Regions from separate parts of the Mus musculus genome. Here all the other regions are linked to region 1. A link is a contact called in public promoter capture Hi-C data. All regions are on one chromosome and are shown on one strand. The core of a region is the stretch at or near the end of the contact, and the rest is flanking DNA. Distances in the headings are between cores, read along the strand shown.

Evidence for each region. Promoter capture Hi-C pulls out the DNA fragments that hold promoters and counts their contacts.
Region 2: a contact with region 1 is called in a promoter capture Hi-C map of hippocampal neurons, with 4 times the contacts expected there. The contact joins the promoter of Rdx here to the promoter of AI593442 in region 1. A contact is called at or near these places in 1 of 39 promoter capture datasets (hippocampal neurons) and 1 of 484 Hi-C or Micro-C datasets (cortical neurons).
Region 3: a promoter capture Hi-C map of neural stem cells shows a contact between it and region 1. The contact joins the promoter of Poglut3 here to the promoter of AI593442 in region 1. A contact is called at or near these places in 1 of 39 promoter capture datasets (neural stem cells) and 1 of 115 datasets of contacts at active chromatin or transcription factors (embryonic stem cells).

The regions. Positions count from the first base shown.
Region 1 is chr9:52,678,508-52,681,207 of GRCm38.p6, forward strand. It overlaps AI593442 (expressed sequence AI593442), which reads right to left and starts at 1,273. Exons shown (of 2, transcript NM_001286641.1): 1 at 1,076-1,273; 2 at 1-10. Gm1715 (predicted gene 1715) reads left to right here and starts at 1,356. Exons shown (of 5, transcript NR_045333.1): 1 at 1,356-1,564.
Region 2 is chr9:52,046,498-52,049,197 of GRCm38.p6, forward strand. Rdx (radixin) reads left to right here and starts at 1,444. Exons shown (of 14, transcript NM_009041.3): 1 at 1,444-1,935. It also overlaps the pseudogene Gm6981.
Region 3 is chr9:53,382,663-53,385,362 of GRCm38.p6, forward strand. Poglut3 (protein O-glucosyltransferase 3) reads left to right here and starts at 1,361. Exons shown (of 8, transcript NM_212445.2): 1 at 1,361-1,624. The coding sequence starts at 1,438.

The sequences.
Region 1 (2,700 bases), core at 23-2,522:
AGGCACAGTGCTGCAAAGAAAACAGGATTAGTTAGGGTCCCGGCCACAGCCAAGGCGAGTGCAGAGAAAGAGAGGGATCTGACACCACTGTCAAGCGGCCCTCAAATGGACTCTGTCATCTCCACAACCCACCAACCCAACCCTACCGCTCCTGGCAGCCCAGGAGAGCCGCGCTAGATGCTCCGCTGGCTCAGATGGGGTCTGGCGTCCGTACCGCACCGCGGAGACACTGGTTACTCAGCAGAGAAGGCAGCTGCCCTGCCCCCTGCACAACTTTCTAATTGCCACCAACAGCGGCCGCCACAGCGGCTTTCTCTACTTCCCAGAAAGCCAACTGCCCTCTTCTCTGTGTCCTGTGGACCTCCTCTCAGGATCCAATCTCGCCAGCACGCACTCCAAGCAGGCTCCCTGTACGCAGTCCTCCTTCCCCATCCCTCCCTCTCCAAACACTTCCAGCCTGGACGTTCAGACCCCCAAGGTCCCCGTCCCAAGGGGATACACCCCACTGCCTCTGTCCCTAGCCGCAGCTGACCCGCTGGATCTGGCACACAGGATCATACTCGACCTTTCTCCAGCCTTCTTCCTTGCTACCTTCCTCCCCCTTTCTCCCTATCAAAAGCAGCTGAAACACCCTTCTCAGCGGAGGCACATCCTCCCAAGCGCCCCCCACCCCTCATCTCCCTGAGCCTCCCACTTGACAGTATCCAAAATCCTTTTTCTTTCTTCCAGAGCAGGAACTGAAAGGGGAAGGGTTCCCGCTTGCAAAGTTTGGGGAACCGACCTTGTCTCCAGCCTTCCCCGGGCCCTGGCCCCAGGGCCCAGAGGCTGTGGCAGAGGACCAAGCCGGAGGACCCGCGGCAGGCAGCACAGCTCCCTTGCCTCTCCCAAAAGGCAGGTGCAAACTGTTGCACTGCGGAGCAGCAAGGCAAAGCGCTAGCCTCCACCAGGGAAGGGGCGGGGGCTGAAGCTCTGTCCAGAGGTGCCTGCGCAGGCCGCGGGAGTGGTCTTACCCGCCCTCATCCTGCCACTGGGGCCCCTGGCCATGGAAGCCTTCATCCTGACCACTGTCTCTTACCTGGAAGGACCAGCCAGTTGCAGAGAAGGAGCCCTTGGCTGCAGTGGCGGCTGCAGAAGGCACGGAGCGCTGGGACCAGAGACAGAGCCGCGCTGCTGCTGCCACCCTCGCCGCCGCCACCGCCGCCGCCGCCGCCGCCGCCGCTGCCTTTGCTGCTGCTGCTGCTGCTGCTATGGGGAGCTCAGCTCTTAGCCTATTGCCAGAGAGGCCGGTGACGTCAGGCAGCCACCGCCAGGGCTCCAAGCCACCCCTCAGGCCCCCACCCACCCTCATACCCAACACCTTGTCCTGGCATAACAGCCTCTCCAACACCATTCCCAGTTTCCTGCTGTTCCCCAGCTTTGGGGCTGGGAGGAGCAAACCCACCCCCATCCCCACCTCCACCCTGCCAGCAACCCACCTTCATTCAGCACAAGCACTCCTTTGCCTAGGAAGAAGCAGGCTTCAGTTCTTCCATTGCTCTATGCTTCAACCTCAACCGGTCTCCAGGTACAGTTTTGCTCCAGGAGAATCTTCTCCCCTGGGGGTACACTTTTTTTTCCTGTTGACTGATCAGAGTCCCTGCTACTCCCCAATCCTATTTTTCTGCCTCTGGTTCTAAGCATAAACTGCTTATACTAGGGAGATGGCAAGGACATTTGTCAACACAACTGTGACAGAATCAGAATCAGGAACCTAAATATGCATCAAAGACTGCATCTCTCCACCAGTCTCCAAAGTATGTCATCCCATCTGCTTTTTGATTTCTTCCCCCGCACGCTCATCTTCAGGCCCAGGATCCATTCGGTGTATTGAACACCCCTTTTTTTTTCGAGGATCCCACATTCTGAAGACACAAAGCATACATGGGCTTGAAGGGTGGGAAGGGGAAATTACAAAGAGAAGTGCAGGAACCAATGACCCGTAAAAATTCTCAACATTGTGTGTACTGCTAAAAAAATGTCCCTTCGTTGATTCTAATTTTTTGTCAACGTGCTTGATTCTTGATACATTTGCTTTTTCAGTTAAATGTTTACATCTCCTAAAAAGGCTCTTAGCAGCCTGCAAAAAAATCTTATAGAGACCAGTGAACGACTAGTTTGGGATCCTTTCAGAAACAGAAATAGTGTATTCTATTATAGTAACCATCTTCAAAATAGAGTATGCTTTGCTTTATGTGAGTGATTGGGAACGCTTGCTTGGAACACTAACTAAACAGAGTATGGTCTTTAGGGCACTGAGATAACTTATTAAAACCGTGTTTTGTTTTGCTTTTTTCTTTCTTCTCTCCTGTCTTGTTTACCTCCTGTCTTTGAGTCTAGAAAGTGTGCAACATTTTCTCACCGAGTTGGTCAGTCGTGGAGTGTGTGTTCCTGCCTCCTCTTCATGCTATACATCATGAAGGAAAGCTAAGGGGAATACTAGCTGCCACTTACTCACTCCTATCAGCTACAGTCAGGAAGTGAGGTCAGATATGAAGAAAAAAAGATTTCTCCTTCTGACCCTATGTACCCATCTACCCCTACTCCAAATTCTCATTTTCCTCCTGCTCACGCCATAAATGCATGGCACTCCATATTCTTCCCCCACCCCATCTCTGCTTTCGTTTATTTGAGCACAAATCATCTGGGGCCTGGGGAGCAGCA
Region 2 (2,700 bases), core at 194-2,693, 630 kb before region 1:
TCCCATCCACAATGTTTGAGAGTACCCTTTTTATCTTAGCAGCTTGAATACTATCTTTTACTTAAATATTTACGAATATGATGGCAACTGAAATGCTACAACTTGGGTTGCATCTGCTACTGCAGGACATAGGATAAGATCAGAGCTCTTAGATTCAGACTTTTGAGTCAAACATGCCTTTGGGGTTGGCCATGGCTCTGCCATTTCCTAGCCAGGTTATACTGACAACTAACTTTTTTGAAGCTCCCCTTTATTCATTAGCTTCTTTTAATGCCAATAATAGCTTTTACCTTGAGCCCAGGGTTGTTGTAATCATTAAACAAGGCAGTCATGTGAAAGCACTTCACTGTTCTGAACATAAGACCACGAATGAATGCTTCGTTTTCAGTTGCAAAGTGTACCACCGACTTCCGACTTTAGTTTGATTAGTGTACTACTTGGGACTCCCATGACATTTTTACTGTCCCTATCTTTGTTGCACCCGTGGGGAGAGGGTCCACAAGTATTCAGTTGGTGGTCTCAGAGAACCACCTAAACCTGTTTTGGCTACAAAGCACACAGCTGGTTCCCATCCTTGAGGAATTTGCAATCTAAAGACTTCTGAGATTAACCTGGAGTCTCTGGGGGCTTTTTAATTGTTTAGTGAGGTCTCTTGAGGGTGAAGGTGGTAGCTCACTGAGGAGGAAGCTCAGAGAAAGGATCTGCAGAGTCCCTGGAAGAGCTACTGTCTCAGGAAAGGCAAGTCTAAGGCTTCCCTAAAGATGGCGTATTTGTCCTGTAAGAATTACGTACATTCGCGTTATATTTGTATTGACAGTTCGTTTACGAAAGAGGTATTGAGTAAACGGAACGCGGTAGGCAGGTAAGGATTGAACCATTGCTGTGTGTACAAGTGGCACCAAGTGTTACTCTAAATCCCAGCAGAAAGTACTGAGGGCAGGCAGCACCGAGGTAACCCCACCAGAACGCAGCCTCGGTCTCTCTCTCTAGCGAGTGGATACAGTGAGACTATGGTCAGACTGGTAACTTTTTCCAAGTCTAGAATAATTTAGGTTTGGCTGCTCTTTGGGCCCTACTTCCAACTTTTTTTTTCCTTTCTCAGCCTACTCCTTCTAACCGCCAAGGAAGGAGTATCCCTGCTAACAACAAGAACAAAAAACCTGATCGCATTATAGGGTCATACCCACTGGCGTTTTGAGGGAAGTTAAAAACACTGCAAAATTTAAAACCAACCAGCCTTTCTAGCTGGTTAAAAACCTGCACACATTAATGTTCTTTTTGTTGTAAACACTGGGCCCACTTCCCTCTCCTAGCCCGGGATCCTGCAGCCTAGCACCGAACTGCACCCTGGAGCGGCTGCCGAGGGGATCCCCCCTCCTCCCGGGAACAGCTCCACCTCGGGGGCGCTGGAAACGCCCTCCGTGAGTTCCCTGGCACCAGCGGGAGTTTCAAGTTTCCACTCGCGGGGCGGGGGCAGGCGGCGGGCGCGCGGCGAGCTTCGGGCCGCGCGGCTCCGCTTCGTTCACTGCGGGCTTCGGACTCGGGCTGGCCCGCGGCGTCCTCGTCCCGCGGGGAAAGCTTCGCGAAGGCCCCGCAGCGCGTATTCTCCCCCCAACCCCCGGCTGAGGCCCACTCGATTCCGCCCGGGGCGGCCGGGAGACACGCTCGCGGGGTTGGCGCTCGAGCCCCGGCCTCGCCCCGCCACTGGCGGCCCGCGGGAGGAGGGGGCGCAGGGCGGCCCCGCCTTCCCCCCCGAGGAGGCGCCGGGCGGCCATATTGCCGAGCTGTCTGCGGCGGCTGCGGCGCGTCTTCTCTCAGGCGGCTCAGGGCTCGCACCGCCGACTCTCCGCTCGTTCGCCGCCAGCCACGACGCCCCCGCCGAGCCGCGCCTCAGCCAGCCGGCGGCGGGCAGGGAAGGAGCCACTCATTTTCGGGGTAAGCCCTGCTCGGCGCGCTCCCCCGTCCCAGGCCCCGGGGGCCGCTCTCCCCGCCGAGGCGCTGAGGTGGCGGCCAGAAGTTGCCGGGCTGTGGCGCCGCGGCCCGGGGCCTGGCGCGCCTCACAGACGGACTCGCGCCTGGCCGCCCTAGAGGCGCCGTGGTCGTTAACGGCTGAGCCACGCCACTTACCCGGAGTCTCCCGCCGCGCCGTCCGCCGTCGGCCTGGCCGCCCCGTGCGTCGGGCGGTGCGGGTTCCCGCCGCCGTGGACTGGGCCCGGGGCTCGGGTCGGCGCGCCCTCGGGGGCCGCATGGAGCGTAGGTCGCACGCTCTCTCGCAACCCGGGGACGGGGACCGCGAGGCTAGAACTTCTCCCCCGGCCTCCCGTTTGAAAGTCGGGGTGTTGGATTACTAGAGAGCGTGCGGACGCGCGAGCCGCGGAAAGGCCGTCGCGTTGCCGGGTCCCGCCGCGCAAGCCCGCGAGGCCAGGCCCGGGCTCCCGGCCGCCCTTACCTGGGGCTGCAGTCACGGCCCGCGCCCTCCGGGCCCCCCGGCTTGCCCGCACCGCGGAGTCGCCTGGCGCACAGTGAGCAGACCCCACCAGGAAACTCAGCTTTTCTGCCTTTCGGGGCTCCCAAACTCCCATCGCCCAGCCAAGTTTGAAAGGGAGTAGTGCGTTATTTCAGTTGAATAGTCCGTTCCTACACAGATGTTTCTGTAAACGTTGCCAGGATTCTGGGTGGTTTTGTTTTTTTTTCCTCCCT
Region 3 (2,700 bases), core at 111-2,610, 700 kb after region 1:
ACCCCAGCGCTGTAGAGTGCATATGGGCATCTGCCGATTTCTTCCTGCTGGCCTCTATACTCGCCTATGATTGGTAATTGGGTTGGTGACCTGGGCCGGAGCTCAAAATGCTCAGGAGCCCAATTAAAGCCTGGGGCCTGGTTCTGATAAGCTCTGGGTTGAGATCTACCAGGAAGATCTCTGCCCATTCTGCAGGATGAATTCTTCCAGATTTCTCATCCTGGGAAGAATAATTAGTTCCTAAAACTCAGATAAAAAGAAAAAATAATTAGCAAGAGTGAACAAACGGGGGCTGTGGGGCTGTTCTTCCCGGCTCTTGATGCTCAGGAGTGGGGTGCCCAGGGCATAGTGGGCAGGGAAGGATAGGTGCCCAACTCTACTGAGACGCTTGCCCAGACCCTGCCTTCTGCTGCCCAAGTGCCCTACACAGGAAACACCGAAAGATAAGGGACTTCAGGGTAGTAGGCTGCCAATCACAAATATACGGAACAGGTGGGCCGGTGTGTGAACAAAGACTAGGGGAATTCCTCACAGGGAAGCTATTCCTCTTGTTCCACTGTGGCACTGGAAACCAAACCCTGATGTGCATTTATAATAAGCCATGTTTCCAACCCTTTTCTGTCTGGGTGTAGTGCACACCTTTGATCCCAATACCTGGGACACAGAGGCAGGTGGATGACAGTGAGTTAAAGATCAGCCAGTCTATATACATATATAGAGAGTTCCAAGGCAGTAGGAGATACATAGGGAAAACCCCAACTCAACCAGTTTTCTCCACAAGGCAAGGTGGCTTGGCTTACACACCTTTAATTTCCCTCTACTGGAGGAGGCTGGGGTGGAAGGATTGTCATCAGTTCAAAACCAGCCTGAGATACAGAGGGAGACTTCCTTCTCAAAAGGAGAAACAATAAAATATAGAAGAAGAAAAGGGGGAGGAGGAGGAGGAGGAGGAGGAGGAGGAGGAGGAGGAGGAGAAGGAGAAGGAGAAGGAGAAGGAGAAGGAGAAGGAGAAGGAGAAGGAGAAGGAGAAGGAGAAGGAGAAGGAGAAGGAGAAGGAGAAGGAGAAGGAGAAGGAGAAGGAGAAGGAGAAGGAGAAGGAGAAGAAGAAGAAGAAGAAGAAGAAGAAGAAGAAGAAGAAGAAGAAGAAGAAGAAGAAAAGAAGGAAGAACAAGAAAAGGAAGAACAAGAAGAAGAAAAAGAAAAGAGGTAACAATTTTAAAACAAGCACACCCTGCCTTTCTCCAGACTGGCAAACTCAGGCAACTAGTGTAGGGATGACTAGGAGCGTAAGGCCTGGGCGCGGTACACGAGCCAGTCGGGGTCCGGGCGCGCGCCCGGCCCGCCCGGGGCGGCTCTAGCCAGAGGCCCGCCCTCGGGTGTCCCCTCGGCCCGGCGCTCCAGCTCCTCCCTGGCCAGCGGAGCTGAGAGCCGGCGACCATGCAGGCCCTGCCGCTGGGGCTGCAGCTCGCCCTGCTGGTGGCGGCGGGGGCCGGGGCGCGCGTGAGCGCACCGCGGAGCCTGGCGTGGGGCCCTGGGTTGCAGGCCGCCGCCGTCCTGCCCGTGCGCTACTTCTTCCTGCAGTCGGTGGACTCGGACGGCCGGAACTTCACTAGCTCGCCGCCAGGTCAGCGCCCGTTGCCGTCCCCGCGCGTCCCTGTCCCCACACGTGGCCATCTCCCCACTGCGGGTGTCGTCTTCTCTCCCCTCCCATCGGCGTCCCTTCCCTCCTCCCTGACACCCACGGGGGCGGGAGGTGCCACTCAGGACCGTTGGGTGACTAACTCCAAAGGCTGGGCCACAGGTCCCGCCCGGTGACAGATGTAAGGGTAAGTAGAGTAAACGGCGCCTGTGGGGTCCCACGGAGCGCAGTGGTGCCATCACGTGATGCAGATGGCCCTTCCTGGCCTGCAGGGCGCGCCTTCCTCCCTCCCTCAGCAGCCCACTCTTCTTAGGCCCGCAGTGCAGACCACGCGAAGCAGGGAAACTTCCTAGAACCGGAGAAGGGAGGCGCTTGTCTTGAATCTCAGCAGGGCCCTCCTCCCACATCTGATTGCTTCTCTGGACTTGTCCAGCTGGTTTCAACTTGTTGCCAGTCAGGATTTGCTAATTTGTGTCTAAATGTAAGGCTGCTCCCATCTGGCGTCCTGTTTTGCCTGCAAAGAGGCAGAGAACTCCTTGGCGTCCTCCACCGAGCAAACGGGAATTTCACGTACTTAGAAGTCACGTGTATATGGTAATCCTGGAGTAAAAAAGAGGATGGCAATGTCTGCCTATCGAAAACTTAAGACTCTGCTGAGAAAATAGATAATAAGCAACCTGCCTATCAGGGCAAAGCACAGTTGCTGCAATTGGATTTCTGCAGCCTGGTGTAAACATTAAAGAACTGCCAATAGGTCCAAGGGAGTCTGGGAAGCTTCAGGAGTGCGGGTTTGGAGGCTGAGAGGGGTTTCTAGACTGGCTTGCAGCCGCGCAAAAGCAGAGAGCGCGAGGATCAAGTGTTGAGAACAGGAGTCTGTGGAACATGGTTCAGATTCAAACCGTGTTATGGTGTATCTGCAGTTCTGTAATAAATAAATGAACCCAGATAAGCACTCATGTGGTTACAGCAGGAGAGTAAGGATCCCCCCCCCCCATTTTAAAAATCTTTTTCCCCAAATAAAATGTTCTGCAAAGATTATTCGGATATGTGTGTGTTTGTAT